5 separate regions of the Mus musculus genome follow, and regions 2, 3, 4 and 5 are each linked to region 1. The links are chromatin contacts, called in public ChIA-PET, HiCAR-type and HiChIP or PLAC-seq maps. All regions are on one chromosome and are shown on one strand. The core of a region is the stretch at or near the end of the contact, and the rest is flanking DNA. Distances in the headings are between cores, read along the strand shown.

The links. ChIA-PET counts read pairs in DNA pulled down with a chosen protein or histone mark. HiCAR-type assays count read pairs that join an accessible place to other places. HiChIP or PLAC-seq counts read pairs in DNA pulled down with a chosen protein or histone mark.
Region 2: a HiCAR-type map of Th17 cells shows a contact between it and region 1, with 3 times the contacts expected there. The contact joins two enhancer-like sites. A contact is called at or near these places in 2 of 39 promoter capture datasets (hippocampal neurons and stem cell-derived epiblast-like cells), 1 of 484 Hi-C or Micro-C datasets (bone marrow-derived macrophages) and 4 of 115 datasets of contacts at active chromatin or transcription factors (CD8 T cells, Th17 cells, memory CD8 T cells and 1 more).
Region 3: an RNA polymerase II ChIA-PET map of effector CD8 T cells shows a contact between it and region 1, with 8 read pairs. The contact joins two enhancer-like sites. A contact is called at or near these places in 1 of 39 promoter capture datasets (pre-B cells), 2 of 484 Hi-C or Micro-C datasets (bone marrow-derived macrophages and nephron progenitors) and 1 of 115 datasets of contacts at active chromatin or transcription factors (effector CD8 T cells).
Region 4: a contact with region 1 is called in an RNA polymerase II ChIA-PET map of effector CD8 T cells, with 5 read pairs. The contact joins two enhancer-like sites. A contact is called at or near these places in 2 of 39 promoter capture datasets (hematopoietic stem and progenitor cells and neutrophils), 1 of 484 Hi-C or Micro-C datasets (bone marrow-derived macrophages), 2 of 115 datasets of contacts at active chromatin or transcription factors (double positive thymocytes and effector CD8 T cells) and 4 of 9 other capture datasets (adipose tissue, embryonic stem cells, liver and 1 more).
Region 5: a contact with region 1 is called in a Foxp3 HiChIP or PLAC-seq map of regulatory T cells, with 7 times the contacts expected there. The contact joins the promoter of Slamf6 here to the enhancer-like site in region 1. A contact is called at or near these places in 1 of 15 datasets of contacts at CTCF or cohesin (CD8 T cells), 2 of 484 Hi-C or Micro-C datasets (CD4 T cells and regulatory T cells), 2 of 115 datasets of contacts at active chromatin or transcription factors (both in regulatory T cells) and 4 of 9 other capture datasets (adipose tissue, liver, macrophages and 1 more).

The regions. Positions count from the first base shown.
Region 1 is chr1:171,781,393-171,784,139 of GRCm38.p6, reverse strand. The region is part of intron 3 of Slamf1 (signaling lymphocytic activation molecule family member 1); the gene reads right to left. Among named protein-coding and RNA genes, the nearest start is that of Slamf1, 16 kb to the right of the region's middle. Within about 2 kb of position 1,434, at least 32 of the 459 cell types and tissues checked have an H3K27ac peak or open chromatin away from gene starts, as enhancers often do. A contact at or near this core is called in CD8 T cells, Th17 cells, double positive thymocytes and 3 more, where this site is marked.
Region 2 is chr1:171,982,487-171,985,233 of GRCm38.p6, reverse strand. No RefSeq gene overlaps it. Among named protein-coding and RNA genes, the nearest start is that of Vangl2, 43 kb to the left of the region's middle. Within about 2 kb of position 1,418, at least 21 of the 459 cell types and tissues checked have an H3K27ac peak or open chromatin away from gene starts, as enhancers often do. A contact at or near this core is called in Th17 cells, memory CD8 T cells and regulatory T cells, where this site is marked.
Region 3 is chr1:171,965,270-171,968,016 of GRCm38.p6, reverse strand. No RefSeq gene overlaps it. Among named protein-coding and RNA genes, the nearest start is that of Gm37065, 47 kb to the right of the region's middle. Within about 2 kb of position 1,431, at least 28 of the 459 cell types and tissues checked have an H3K27ac peak or open chromatin away from gene starts, as enhancers often do. A contact at or near this core is called in effector CD8 T cells, where this site is marked.
Region 4 is chr1:171,938,050-171,940,796 of GRCm38.p6, reverse strand. Slamf6 (SLAM family member 6) reads right to left here. Exons shown (of 9, transcript NM_001347186.1): 4 at 2,682-2,747; 5 at 2,316-2,345; 6 at 1,328-1,401. Among named protein-coding and RNA genes, the nearest start is that of Gm37065, 20 kb to the right of the region's middle. Within about 2 kb of position 1,341, at least 35 of the 459 cell types and tissues checked have an H3K27ac peak or open chromatin away from gene starts, as enhancers often do. A contact at or near this core is called in double positive thymocytes and effector CD8 T cells, where this site is marked.
Region 5 is chr1:171,916,092-171,918,838 of GRCm38.p6, reverse strand. It overlaps Slamf6 (SLAM family member 6), which reads right to left and starts at 1,377. Exons shown (of 9, transcript NM_001347186.1): 1 at 1,047-1,377. The coding sequence starts at 1,131. All of the region lies in intron 1 of Gm37065 (predicted gene, 37065), which reads left to right.

The DNA.
Region 1 (2,747 bases), core at 185-2,684:
CTTTCTTTCTTTCTTTCTTTCTCTTTCATCCTCCCTTCCTCCTTCCCTCCCTCTCTCCTCCCCCTCCCTCCCTCCCTTCCTTCCTTCTTTCCCTCCTTCCTCTTTCTTTTTGTCATTGTTGCTGAGAGGGGCTCTTTCTTTGAGGCTAGGCTGGCCTAGAAGGTGCTGAGTAGCCTTGCAAGCATCCTATCTCAGCCTCCCCAGTATAAGAGGCAGGTGCCTGTTCCCTTAGCTGCTGCTCATCTTCTGTATGAACAGTATCTTCCCATTTCTCAGATCATCCAGGCCACATCTATATTCCTATGTCTTAAGTACTATGAACCTTCCAGTTAGAAATTTTAGTAGTAGTCTCTTTAAAATAATGGTTTTTCATCTAGTAAAATGCACTTTGTCACCAAACTCCCACTTAGATAAAAAAAAAAAAATCTTTAAAGGTAGTCTCTGGGTCTATTCCTTTTTTTAAAAAATACACTCTCTTATTTCACCAGATATAGAATATGAAGACACTCTATATACATTTGATGAACTTAAATGACTGAATACAAATGGATCATAGAGAACTGACACGTATTCTTTTGTTAAAAATTATCAGAGTGCTAAATACATGAAGGTCTCAGAAGGCATGCTGGGTTACTTTCTGAATGCCCTGAGACAAAGAAAGTACCAATGACCTATCTGACATAGCTTTGTAATAACAACATGAATCTGGAAAAATGTGCTTTTTGGAGGCACCCACAACACATGACCTATGCTCCCATTTCCAAACCAGAAGATCTCTCTCTCTCTCTCTCTCTCTCTCTCTCTCTCTCTCTCTCTCTCTCTCTCTCTCTCTCTCTCTCTCTCTCTCTCTCCCTCTCCTGTTGCTCATTCATGTAGTGAGGCCTCTCAGGATGGTGGTTCTCAGAAATCTGATAAAAGTCCTTGGCTCTACAGGCCCTTCATTCACAAAGAAACAGTATCTCAACTAACTTTCTCTCTCTCTTTCTTTTTCTTTCTTTCTTTCCTTTTTCCTTTCCTTTTTTTTTAAACCAAAAGTATGATGCCTTTCTCCCTGCAGAAACCCCTCAGAGTCAGCTAAGTGGGCTGACTGAAAACACCTGTGCTATTTAGAGGAGCAAGTACTTTACATGAATCTCTACCCTGTAGTCCTTCTGCGGTATTAGATGTGAGTTGAACAAGAAAACCTGCACAGAGCCACACCTCCCTCCAAGGAAAATGCTAGCAATCTTCTTTTCCTTTTAGTCTTTGAAAATTGGTTGTCACAGCAACACAAAAGCTTCTCTCCCTTCAAGTCCTTAAATCATATTATTTAAGGAACAGAAAAAGAAAACAAAACAGAACCCAAGAAACGAATGTAGTTCATCCCAGGAGCCTCTGAGATGCTCACATAACGGTCTGAGAGTACCGGATCTCTTTCCGGCCTTTCATGTGGTTTTTCTCAGCAAGGTTTCTGGCATGGAGCACAGCTCCTTGAAGAAGTTGACACTCTTCAAGAGATGCCTTCTTAGTGGTAGTTTCCAGTGAGAATTGGGGGATGGGAGGAGGATACCAATTTCAAGTCTGGGAACATCTAAGAAAGTTATTATATGGAACCCAAACCTTCTGGAAACACCCTCCACAGCAGCCTGTTCCACCTAGATAATGTTGCAAAGGATACCAACCAATCATTTCTCCTATCCTTTCCTGGCAGAATGAGTCAGCTCTGGACACACAGTTGCCCAGCTAACAACTGTACTGCTTAGCTTTCCTGGTAAGAGGTATGGCCACATAATGAGGCTGTAACTGACTCGAAGTGTTCCACCTCTACCTTTCACCACTATTGTCAGGTTTGCTTGATGGGGCTGATATTGCAGAGGACATAACCATGGGCACGGAATGTCTAGGCGACTATGGAAATGAGACTTTGCTAGACTGGGGTAGGGGACACTGTGGAGCCCCAGTGTCAGCCTTTTCTTCCACTGAGCCAGTGTTTTGATAATTTCTTGAAAAAAGTTCTTCTTTTTAGTGTGGGCCTCCAGGGGCATTCCCTTCTCGCTGAATATTTAAGATTTTGAATCAATCATCCTTACACAGACATAATACTTTCAAAACATACTGATTAAGGACAGCAGCAAGCCCCACACAGTCCCACACCTGTCAACCCATGTTTGCATGCTTCATATAAAGGTAAAGCCCAGGAATGTAGGCCTTGGCATAAGAGACTGTATTATAATGGACATTGACGATGTACACAATTTCTAAGTGGCCACTGGATCAGGGATGATTATATGACTGTGGGCCTAGACAAATGTCATTGAAACTTCTTCCCAAGGAACAAACACACCCATGCACAGCTCAGCCTCACATCAAAAGGGTGTGCCAATATCACACTATATTTGTTCTTAGAGTATCATGAGTGACTTTGAGGTTTTCTTCCATTAAAGTGAAAATGTCCTCAAAACCAACTCTCCCGACTTACTGATTGCAATGTCTGATGAACCGTCAGCCTACCCTGAAGTTTCATTCCAGGACGGAGGTCTCCCTTGGAGCACACTGCATAAGAAGTCTTTGTTACACTAACAGTTGCTGCTTTGACCCAGGCCCCAGCACGTATGGATGGATTGTTGTCATAATGTTCTCCTATAACTAATTTCTTTTTCTTTTGTCTCTTGCTGACCCCAGTCTATTCTCTACACGGTAAAACCTCAATAGCTGTTTCGTCAATGTAAAAGCAATGCCTTAAAAATTCGCAACTTCCATTTGCAACT
Region 2 (2,747 bases), core at 169-2,668, 200 kb before region 1:
GTTTGACTCTCATTTAGAAAAGAGAATAAAATAGTCATAGGAGGCAGATGGAGGGAGGGAACAGGGTGGGGGAGGGGATAGGGAGAGGAATGGGGGAGGAGTTCAGGATCAGGTGTGGGGAGGGGCAAGAGGGATGGTCAGATTGCTATGAGAATGAATAGACATCTACAACTAATGGGGCGGGGAGGTAGGGGCATCTCCAGGAAGAGACAGAGAACTGGAATAAGGGAGGCGTCCAAGAATCAACAGAGTGACCTTAGCTGTGACTCACTACATTGGGGATATGGAACCTGAAGGGGCCACCTTCTGTAGCCAGGCAGGGACCCCAGTAGAGCAATAGAGACACCAATCTACCCACAAGACTTTTGATGCAAAATTTATCCTGTCTACAAGAAATGCAGGGACAGGGGATAGAGCAGAGATTGAGGGAACAGCCAACCAATAACCCATTCAACTAGAGACCCATCCCATGGGCAAGCACCAGTCCCTGACACTATTCATGAGACTGTTATGCTTGCAGCCAGGAGTCTAGCATGACTGTCCCCTGAGATGCTCCACCTAGCAGCTGACTCAGACAGATGTGGACACCCACAGCCAAACAGTGGATGGAGCTTGGGAACACTTATGGAAGAATTGGAGGAATGATTGTGACCCCAAAGGTGATAGGCACTCCATAGGAAGACCAGCTAACCTGGACCCTTGAGGCTCCCAGGGACTGAACCACCAATGAATGTATGAGCATACATGGGCTGGACCTAGGCCTCCCTGCACATATGTGCAGCTTGGTCTTCATGTGGGTCCTGAACAGCTGGAATAAGAGGCTATCTCAAAAGCTGTTGCCTGTATGTGCGATATGTTCTTCTAGCTGGGCTGCCTTGTCTGGCCTCAGTGGGAGCTGATTCCCCTTGCCTGGCAGAGACTTGATGTGCCAGGGTGGGGGAATACTCAGAGGGACCCCCACCCATTTGGAGGATAAGGGGAGGGGAGATGGGAGAAAGAGGAGGGGGGATGGGAGAAGGATTATGGGAGGGAGTGGCTGGGAGGGGGGCAGTGAGAAGGATGTAAAATGAATAAGTAAGAAAAAAAATAAAGCAAAACAAAAACAAAGAACATCTGGCTGATCTGGAGCTAACAGAGCTCTACCTGGCTCTGCCTCCCCCAGTACTAGAACTAAAGACATGAACCACTATGACCAGAAACATGCCTCTTTTATTATTATTATTTTTTTAAAGCTAGCATACAAGGTAATGGGTTTAATGTGACATCTTCAAACATACTTTATATTTTGTTCCTTTTGTTTTAAGCATGAGCTTGTTTAGACTAGGGCTTGTAAATTTTCTTATTCTTCTGGATATAGACTGAACTTCCAGCCTGTCATGCCTCTTGCTTACATAGTGGGGTGAAGTAGTTTGTGGGTGCCGTGGGGACTGCTGTCACAGCCCTTCCTGTTTATGGCAGGAACCTCCTACTCCCTACATGTTAAGAAAATAGTTTGAAAACTGTTGAGTTGGTTTTTTGTTGTTGTTGTTTGCTTCTTTGGTTGCTTCAGAGTAGAACCACCAAGTTGTTTGCTGGCTCTGGTGAGGCAGAATCATCTGAAGCAGAAAGCAGCCTGCAGTGTCAGGAAAGGGACCTTGCAGATGCCTAGCTGCTGCTCCCAGCCCTGGGAGTCTTGTCTGACCACAGCCTTTATCTGTGAATGTATGGGGTTGCACTGGCTGATTTTAACGAGACATCTTTTCTCTCTTCTCTTCGTTTTCCTTCTTTCCTTTTTTCTTTTCTTTCCCTCCAACCCTTTCCCATCTTACTCTCTTTCTTTCCCACTCATCTCCCTTCTCTTCCTCTCCCATCCCCTTTTGGGCAGGATTCTGGGCCATGTCCAAAACTGGTTGTGTACTCCCCATCTTCCCAGCTGACTAAAGAGCTAGGATTACAGGCATGCACCACTATGCTCACCTTTCAGTCGGCTTTTTAGAAAAGAAATGATGTGTGCATGCCACAACCATTGTGTGGAGAACAGATGACAACCCTGGATGCCAGTCTCTCCTTCCTCCTTGTCTGGGACAGGAGCTCTTTGTTGTTGGCTGCTGTGTAAACCTGGCTTGCTAGCTCATACACTTTTTGGCGATCTCTTGCCTCCTCCCTCCGTCTTGCTGCAGAAGTACTGGGGCTTCATGTTCTCTTATATTTGATATTATCTCTATACCGAGGGCAGTGCTTTTGTTATTTGAGAGGTATTTGGTGGTATCTCAGTAGTTTTGATTTGCATTTCTAGATTGTTAGAGAAGTTGAGAAATTTCCACGTCTTGATAGATTGTCTGGATTTCCCCTTTGTGCTTTGGGAAATGCCTGTTCACCTCTGTTTCATTCTCAATTCATTATATGTTTCTGGATGTTAGTCCTTCATTGGTCATTTATGCTGTCAACATTGCCTCCCAGTTTGTAGCTTGGCTTTCCACTTTCTTTTTGTTTTTGTTAGGTGAACAGGTTTGGAAAAATTGAATGAATGAATGAATGAATAGCGTTTCTTCTTAAAATACCTTGCAAAGAAATCTCTTCTTAAGCTAAAGTCACGAAGATATTCTGTGGCTCCTTTAAGATCATACAGTGTCTTTCCAGACCCTTCTTCTGTCAGCATTCCTGGAATTCAGGGTTATGTGTGGTGGCAAGAAGCATAGAGAGATCCCATTCTTTTAATGTAATTTATTAAACAAAACAAAGCAGAAATGCAGTCCCTTCCCTGCTAC
Region 3 (2,747 bases), core at 182-2,681, 180 kb before region 1:
AATAAATAAATAAATCTCTGAGAGGGAGAGAGAGAGGGAGAGGGAGAGGGAGAGGGAGAGGGAGAGGGAGAGGGAGAGGGAGAGGGAGGAGAGGGAGAGGGAGAGAGAGGGAGGCGAGGGAGAGGGAGGAGAGGGAGAGGGAGAGCACATGGATAGTAACTGGCAGGAACAGAGCCTGAATCCAGGTCCCCCTGATTTCAAAGTTTGATCTCTTTTTCTCTTGATAACCATAGATAAATTCTTATGGAGTCCTGGATCTGGGGTTTTGGATTCATATCCTGCATTGGCATGAACAATCTTATACTGGAGCTCCCGACTCAGTGTTATGTCTTACCCATTCACCACTGTGTTTAAGTTTTCCATTTTGTAAGCTGTGGAACATTAGACCAATACTTAAAAAAAAAATCCACTCTACAGAGAATTGCATTGGTGAGGAGGTTCGTGAATGGGTGGGTAGGAAAAAAAAACATTAGAAGAAGAACTAACCTTTATTGAGCATCTTGCATTATGTGTCAGGTAAGCTCTGTGATAGGTTATTTACATATAATACTTAATTTATTCAGAGTTAATCATTTATGCAGCTCATAGAGCATAGTAATGGGCCAATTAGGATGACACTAGCCACTAAGTGTCCTAACAGTAGAGCTATGCTGATCAGGATTGCTGGGATAGGCCAAGTGCCTTACCCAAGGCTGGTCAGTGGGGAAGGCCAGCATTTACTCTTAGAACCATCACACAACTGACTCTGCCCTCTTCTGATTACTTGACCACGTTAGACAGGGTAGCCACACAAAGGCCAGCTGCCATTGCCAGAGGCAAATGTGCTGATATCACCTGGATAAGGAGAAACAAGGCTAAGAAGTTTCATCTCTATGGTTACTCTCCCTCCCTCCCATTCCCTCTCTCTCCCCTCCTTCCCTCCATCATTCCCTCCCTCCCTCCCTTCCTTCCTCCCTTTCTTTTTATTTTAAGGTCTAAGTGTTTTGTCTGAATGTATGTCTGTGTACCATGTGTGCCTGGTGCCCTTGAAAGTCAGAAGAAGACATTGGATCCGCTAGAACTGGAACTAGAGGTGCTTATGAGCCAACATGTGGACGCTGGGAATTGAACCCAGGTCCCCTGGAAGAGGAGCCAGCGTTCTTCACCACTGAGCTGGTTGCTCCATTTCTCCACAGTTACCCTTTCAAAAGACTTCTGGTTTTTCTCTTTGGAAAAAAAAAATCTTTATTTCTCATGCTTCTAGTAAACCAACTTGGAGTCCAATTAGAAGCCTCAACATCTTTTGTTCAAAGCTCTAATTCCTGCCAGAGGTGTTGACAAACACCTTTAATCTCAGCATTTGAGAGGCAGAGGCAGAGGTAGTTCTAGGAAGGCCAGGACTTAGAAAGAGACCCTGTCTCAAAGCAAAACAAACGGAAAAACCCTTTGCTTCCTGTTTTTGAGATAGCGTCCCTCATCCTTGTCTTAGCGCCTTTAAATCTACAAAACAACACACAAGTAAGAAAGAGGGGTAAAAGAAAGAAGGCCAAGAAGAGGGTAGGAGAGATGGAAAGAAGGAATCAGAGAAAGGAATGGGGAGAGAGTTGCGGTGGGGAGGAGAGCATGCACACATGAGCTGGGGTGGGTCTGGAGCTTGTATCTACCTGTTTAATCTAGACAGTGACTGGAAAGTTTGCAAATTCAGAAGTCATTTCTGGCTTCCTAACAGTTTTCAACATCAAAGGTTTTAGGAGGCCTGGACAGATTCACTCAACACTTGAGCTGTGAAAATCATGAGGGGACGGACGGAGGTGAGGGTGAGAGGTAGGTGTGATAATTGCTTCAGGAACAACCAAGGGCACACAGGAAGGAAGCTGTCACAAAGGAGGGAAAGGGATGGCTCACTCACTTTCCTTAACCCCCTCACCTAGAAGATTGTTTCCATTAGCTTCCCTTTCATAAGTCCCTCTGTGATGGAGCATCCTCACCTTTTCCAAGGACACCATCCACTTCCTGACTTCCGTTTCATTTTGACTCCTCGTGAGCCATCTTCCTTCTGGGTGCTATGTTTGGTACTTATTGTTATTGATGAAAACTGTGGGCGAGCCGATGATTTGTTCGCAGGTCATTTAGAAACTGATCCTACTTGCTGAACTCTGAGAACAAAAAGGCTCTTGGTCTTAGGAAAGTCTCAGTGCGGCTGCTTTTGTTCTGAAATGGAAACAGTTGTTTAGTAAAGCGTTGAAAATCCTTGTGAATTACAGAGTAATGAGTATGTTTTAGTTTTCCAAGGTGGGTAAGGTGCTAGTTTAAAAGAGAAAAAAAGGATAAAGACTTTGGTTCATAGCAGTGGCCAATTTCTGTGGAAGCGTTTGTACCATGTCCACCAGATATAGTATTTCATTGTAAGGCAAGCAGATATAAAGAACTTCAAGACCAACAGTAGGCTTCAAGGAAGAATGATTTTAGGGGCCTGGGAGGGTGATACTTGGTAAGAATAACCCTGTGTAGGAATGACTAAGGAACTCTGAATATAGTGACTCAAAGCATGTAATATTAATGTTTTCTATTATTTTGAAAATATATTAATTTTTATATGTGTATGAAGGCCCATACATTGATGGTGAGGGTCTTCCTTTCTCAGTTATCTCTCTCTTTTTTGTTTTATGTTTTTGTTTATTTTTGAGATGGGGTTTCTCCCTGGGTCTGGGGCTCATTAATTGACTAGACAGACTAGCCAGCAAGCACTGGGTATTTGTCACTCCTCC
Region 4 (2,747 bases), core at 92-2,591, 160 kb before region 1:
CTGGGCTGCCTTGTCTGGCCACAACAGGAAAAGATGTGCCTAGTCCTACTGCAACCTGATATGCCAAGGTGGGTCGATATCCATGGGAGGACCCCCTTTTCTGACAGAAGGGGAGGAGAATCCGGGGCGTGAGGGGGTGGGGCTAGGGGGAGAGGAGGAAGGGGAAGCTGTGACTGGGATGTAAAAGAAATGAAATGAATGCAAATAAGTAAATTAATGAACAAAAGGAAAGAAAACCCAAAGTGAATGGTTCTCTGATGCACAAAGCAGTAGTAACAACAGAAACCCTCAGGTCCTAGGTGGATCTCTACATACATTTAGATACTTAGCTGCCGTATGGGCTGATGATCCCTGCTTTGGGTTGTTGGTGAGCATGCTCCCAGCAGGAGTTGGGAACAGTAAATGGGCAAAAAGCGTGACTGCCCCTCACAGTCTTCTCCTTTAGGAGTTTACCCCACAAAGCCTGCGTCAGCTGGGGAGAGAGGTGTTTGCTTGGGGAATCCAAGCCTTTTAGCTGGGCCGTTGCTTCACTTCCATTATTTCAAGACTGCCAGGAGAGGCCCTTTGTCCTGTGAAGGCTCTATGTCCCAGTGTGGGGGAATGCCAGGGCCAGGAAGTGGGAGTGGGTGAGTTGGTGAGCAGGGGGAGGGTGGGAGGGTGTTTTTCGGAGGGGAAACCAAGAAAGGGAATAACACTTGAAATGTAAATAAAGAAAATATCCAATAAGGAAAAAAAAAAAAGAATGCCAAGTTCTTTAGGCTTTTTTTTTTTTTCTTTTAGAAGACTTGAGAATTGGCTCCCCAGTCTATCTACTTATTTTAGAAAAGTGCCCCCACAATGGTCTCATTCATGGGTAGTGGGGACCCTGGCGCGTGACCAAGGCCATCCTACTATGTGAGAGTTCTCTTCCATAGCTGTAGCTCGTTCCCTTTATTGTTTAAGGCTTGTGATACTTGGCCTCCTTCTCTCTTGAGACACTACTCTAAGTTCTCATGAACTCTACTTCCTGGATGACACCCCCTCCCAGCTTATGATCTCCTTTGATCTAGTCAAATGTGGCAAGGGAAAAGGAGAGTCTCTAACTTGTATTTTCAAGCAGGTTATAGTAACCCTGAAGCACAAAGACTGCCTGATGGGTTAAGCAGACAGAGAACACTGGGAAGCGAGCGAGGGGAAGCATTATCTTAAAGGCCATCAGGGCAGACACTGGGTGTCAGCTCTGCGGTTGCCTTCTCCAATAGAGAAGGCTGACGATTGTGGTGATGTGCTTGGGGGGGGGATCACGGTAACAACAGCAACAGTGGAGAACAGAGCTGAGAGGACTTACCTGCATTGGACGAGTGACTTGTGCATACACAGTGTTCCCTGGAGAGCCTGGGCCATCTGTGCTCTGGGAGGACTCTGTATGGTTAACACACACAAAAGGTACAGCTGTCAGTGGTAGGACTCTGGGGTGAGTCTGCACAGGATCTTGTGTCTTGCTGGCCTCTAGAACACCCCCTGCAAAGCAGTTGTTTCAAGACTGACCCCCCTTTAAGGACTCTCTCTCCACCTCCCAATCTTTTGAGTTCAGTGCTAAACAAGAACTATCGTATGGTCTATTTCTAACCTCACTTCTTGGGTGAGGGTGTGGGTGGTATTCTTATGATTCAGAGTCTCAGTGATTCCCTCATGTCAACACACTTGAAGGACTAAATACCACAGTCTGCGAGATCTCTGGAGACAGTTTTCACAGCCCCGTCTGACAGATTTGACAATTTTAGAGATGAGGAATTTCGGGCTCAAGGGTGCTTAGTGGACTTGTACAGAGTCGCTTAGGAAGAGAGGGACAGGAGTGAGAATGCAGGTCTTCTGATCCCTGACCTCATGCCCTCTCTTCAACAATGGTATCTTGAAACTATCACCCATGAGACGAGACTCAGAAAACGAGCCTGCATCTACATCTCTTTCTCACACATCTATCCAATGTCTCAACTTTGGTTGAGTCTCAGTGGCGGAGTCACAGAGCCTAGTTTTGAGTGTTTTATGCTCCAAGTGACAGTGCATGTGTGGTTCATGGACCCTTTTCGCCGGGACTTGTGTTCTCCATCAGAAAGGAAGTTAGTGATCTTGACCTTGCTCTAGAAGAGTGTGATGCCCCTCACATACTTGGGAGGAATGCTGTAGGTCTCGTGGTTACCAGCTAGTCTTTCTGACACCACAGGGTCCAGATGAATAGTAATGCTCACTCTTTATCCCTCTGGCCAGCCCCTCTTCTCTTTCATTTACCTCTTCCTGTCTGCTTTACGTTTTGTAGTTAGAGGCTGCATGCTCACCTGGATGTTGGCTAGTCAAAGGAAGAGAACCTGGGAAATGAAAGCAGGAAGGTGGAACACGTGAGTTCGGTGAGAGAATATTTCCTCCATCCTTCTCCACCAGGCATCTTTCCAAAGGATGCAGGCAACGGAACCCAAATGAAGGGCAAGTGAGCAAGTGGATCCCGAGGCCGGGTACTGCTCTTCTCAGTAGGACACCTCCCTTATGTATTAACAGAAACCTGGTCACATGCTGGGCATCATCCCAGTGGACTAATTCAGCCAGAAGTTGTGTCCATCCTCCCTTGACCCCTGGCAACCAGAGGCCCCAGACTCTAAACAGCTGCAATCTTACAGCAGATAGAAGAAAGCAGAAGGGAAACTTACCTCTTCTCTTCCAAACATGTATGCTCCAGCACACAAAGATGAGTATGACAGCACTGATTATTGAAA
Region 5 (2,747 bases), core at 128-2,627, 130 kb before region 1:
TGTTTATAGTTTATCTTCCCTGCCAAGACGTTAATTCCGCAGAACAGAAATTGTGTTGACTTAGTTCCTGAAACGCCCACAGTGCCGTGCATTCAGTGGTCATTTAGTGAATGGTTTATCAAATGACTTAATGAACCTTGCTTTCTTTTTCTTTCTGTTGTCAATTTGTCTAGATAGCTCTATATCTGCAGTATGTCTTGGTTTGTGTGTGTGCATGCACACAGGTGTTTGTTACTGAAAGTTTTAGTCAAGTGATTTGTTTTTATTTTTATTGGTTTTTTTCAGCTACCTGATGACTAATAGAATTTTCAAAAGTTATTTAAATTGCCATAGTCTAAGTTACTTGTAGCTATTAATAGAATAAATTCACAAACACGTTATGGACATCTAAATGTAATGCATGTTTAATAATTAGCTCATTTTCTGGAATAAAATAAATGCTAGGCTACCTATTGGTTCTTTTTTTTTTTCTTCAATGAATTCTCTCGGGGCTAGGTCTGTGTTAGTAGCCATTGCTTGATCTCCTGTTTTAGAACACTACGCTTCAGTCCAGATAGGCACCCTCTGAGTTCTTAAAGACAGTGAGAGCTTTCCAGATAGCAGGGAGAAGAAGCAGGCTCAGTCAATCCCTTCCTAATTGCAGTGTGAAAGCGTTGGTGGGTTTTCAGTATCTGAGCGAAGAGTGAAGCTCGGGAAAGATAATGAAGCCCCCTGAAGTCGCACAGTATCACAGTAGTTAAATTGTAGATCTTTTTCCCGCTTAAACTTATTTTTGTACCACAATACGCTGGTCACGAACAGTCCTGACTTACAAAGACTCATTTTCCATATCTCAGAAAACACTTCCCTTCCCCTTGGCCCCCAGCCGAAGTGTTTGCTCTGAATCAGTCCCGTGGCAGTCTGCGGGAAGCAGTTCGCTAGGACCACGGTGAGCTTTCTAAGTCTCTGAATAGAGAACTGGGCAGTCAACCTGACCAAGAGGAGCAAGGCATTCCAAAGAAGGAACTCACTCAGTGACTCAATCAGTTTCCACAGACGTTTTTTACCTGAGCCGAGGCAGAAGACAAGTGGAAAGAGCCAGACCATCCTCTGACAGGCGGAGTCGGGTGCTGGAGCCCTTGAGACAGCCATTCTTTCATAAGCTTGTCGCTGAGACTTTCTGTTCCCCTATTGATGAGAGCTCTTCCTCTATGTTAGCAAACCTTTGGTTGTCGTGATTAACTTCACACTTGGCTTACAAGAATATCTTTTGTAAGCTAAGACTCTTAGCAGTAGGGAACGTGGAACTTGAACGGGCCATCTTCTGTAACCAGGCAAGACTTCTGGTGGAGGGACTGGGACACCAACCCAGCCACAAAAACCTTCTACTTATGATTTGTCTTGCCAGCAAGATGTGCTGGGGTAAAGGTGACACAGAAATTGTGGGAGTGGCCAATCAGTGACTGGTCCATCTTAAGACCTATGCCAGGACGGGGAGCCCACTCCTGATACTGTGTGGAGAGCCATGAAGCAGAGGCTGGATAGCCCAGAGACACAACAAACAAACAAACAAACAAACAAACAAACAAACCAACCATAGCAAAACAAATCTGCTATACTTGAGGCAGGAGCCTAGCCCAGTTGTCATCAGAGAGGCTTCACCCAGCAACTGATGGAAACAGATGCAGAGATCCAGAGTCAAACATCCTGTGGAGCTTGGGGAATCTTGCAGAAGAGGTGGAGGAAGGATTGTTGGAGACAAAGGGGTCAAGGACACCTCAAGAAAACCTACAGAATCAATTAGCCTGGGTTCATGGGGCGCTCACAGAGACTGAAGTGGCAACTAGGGACCCTGCATGGTTCTAACCTAGGTGCTATATATATATATATATATATATATATATATTATATATATAATGATTATGTAGCTTGGTCTTCTAGTAGGACTTCCAACAGTGGGATAGGGGGCTGTCTCTGACTCTTGCCTGATTTTGGGACTCTTCCTCCTATTGGGTTGCCTAGTCCTTATGAGGGGAGGTACCTAGTTTTATTGCAACTGGATATGCCTTGTTTGGTTGATATCCCTGAGAGACTTGCTCTTTTCTGGAGCGAAAAGGAAGAGAACTGGATGGAGGGGGCTGAGGGAGGTGTTGGGGGAAGTAAGGGGGGAGGGGAAAGACTGGGAGGGAGGAGAGAGGGAAACTGCTGTCAGGGATGTAATATATATGAGAGAAGAATACCTTGAAAAAGAAAGGAAATACCTTGAATGATTTTAACTTAGAAATTTTTAGAGAGACTTAAATCGTGTCCTCTCTACGCACTTGAGAAAATGTTCACCTTGTCTGTGCCATCTTCTGTAATGCTTGTCAGATCTTACTCGTTTATAATGTGGCTCAGTTGTTATTTTTTTTTGCCCCAATCCCTGTGGTTCTGACCTCGGAAGATTCGGATGCTGGAGGCTTGGTCTCCAGTATGTTGATGCAGATGTGGTGGCAACTTTGAGAAGGTCCAAGTAGAAAAGTATTAGGTCATTGATGGTGCTCTGAGAGTGGGCTGTCAGGTATGCAAATGCCTTTGAACCACCCCCACGCCTACAGATAACCCCTCATCCGTGCACCTGTCAGTAACCTCAAAGAACTAATCCGGACTTGTGAGGGCTGTTTCTTTGTTTTGTTCTCAGTCCTATATGAGGTGATTAGAGATACTTGCTCAAATCTCCCCAGGGGGGGGGGGGGAGTCACAATTGGTGCCTGAACCGGGAGAAACAA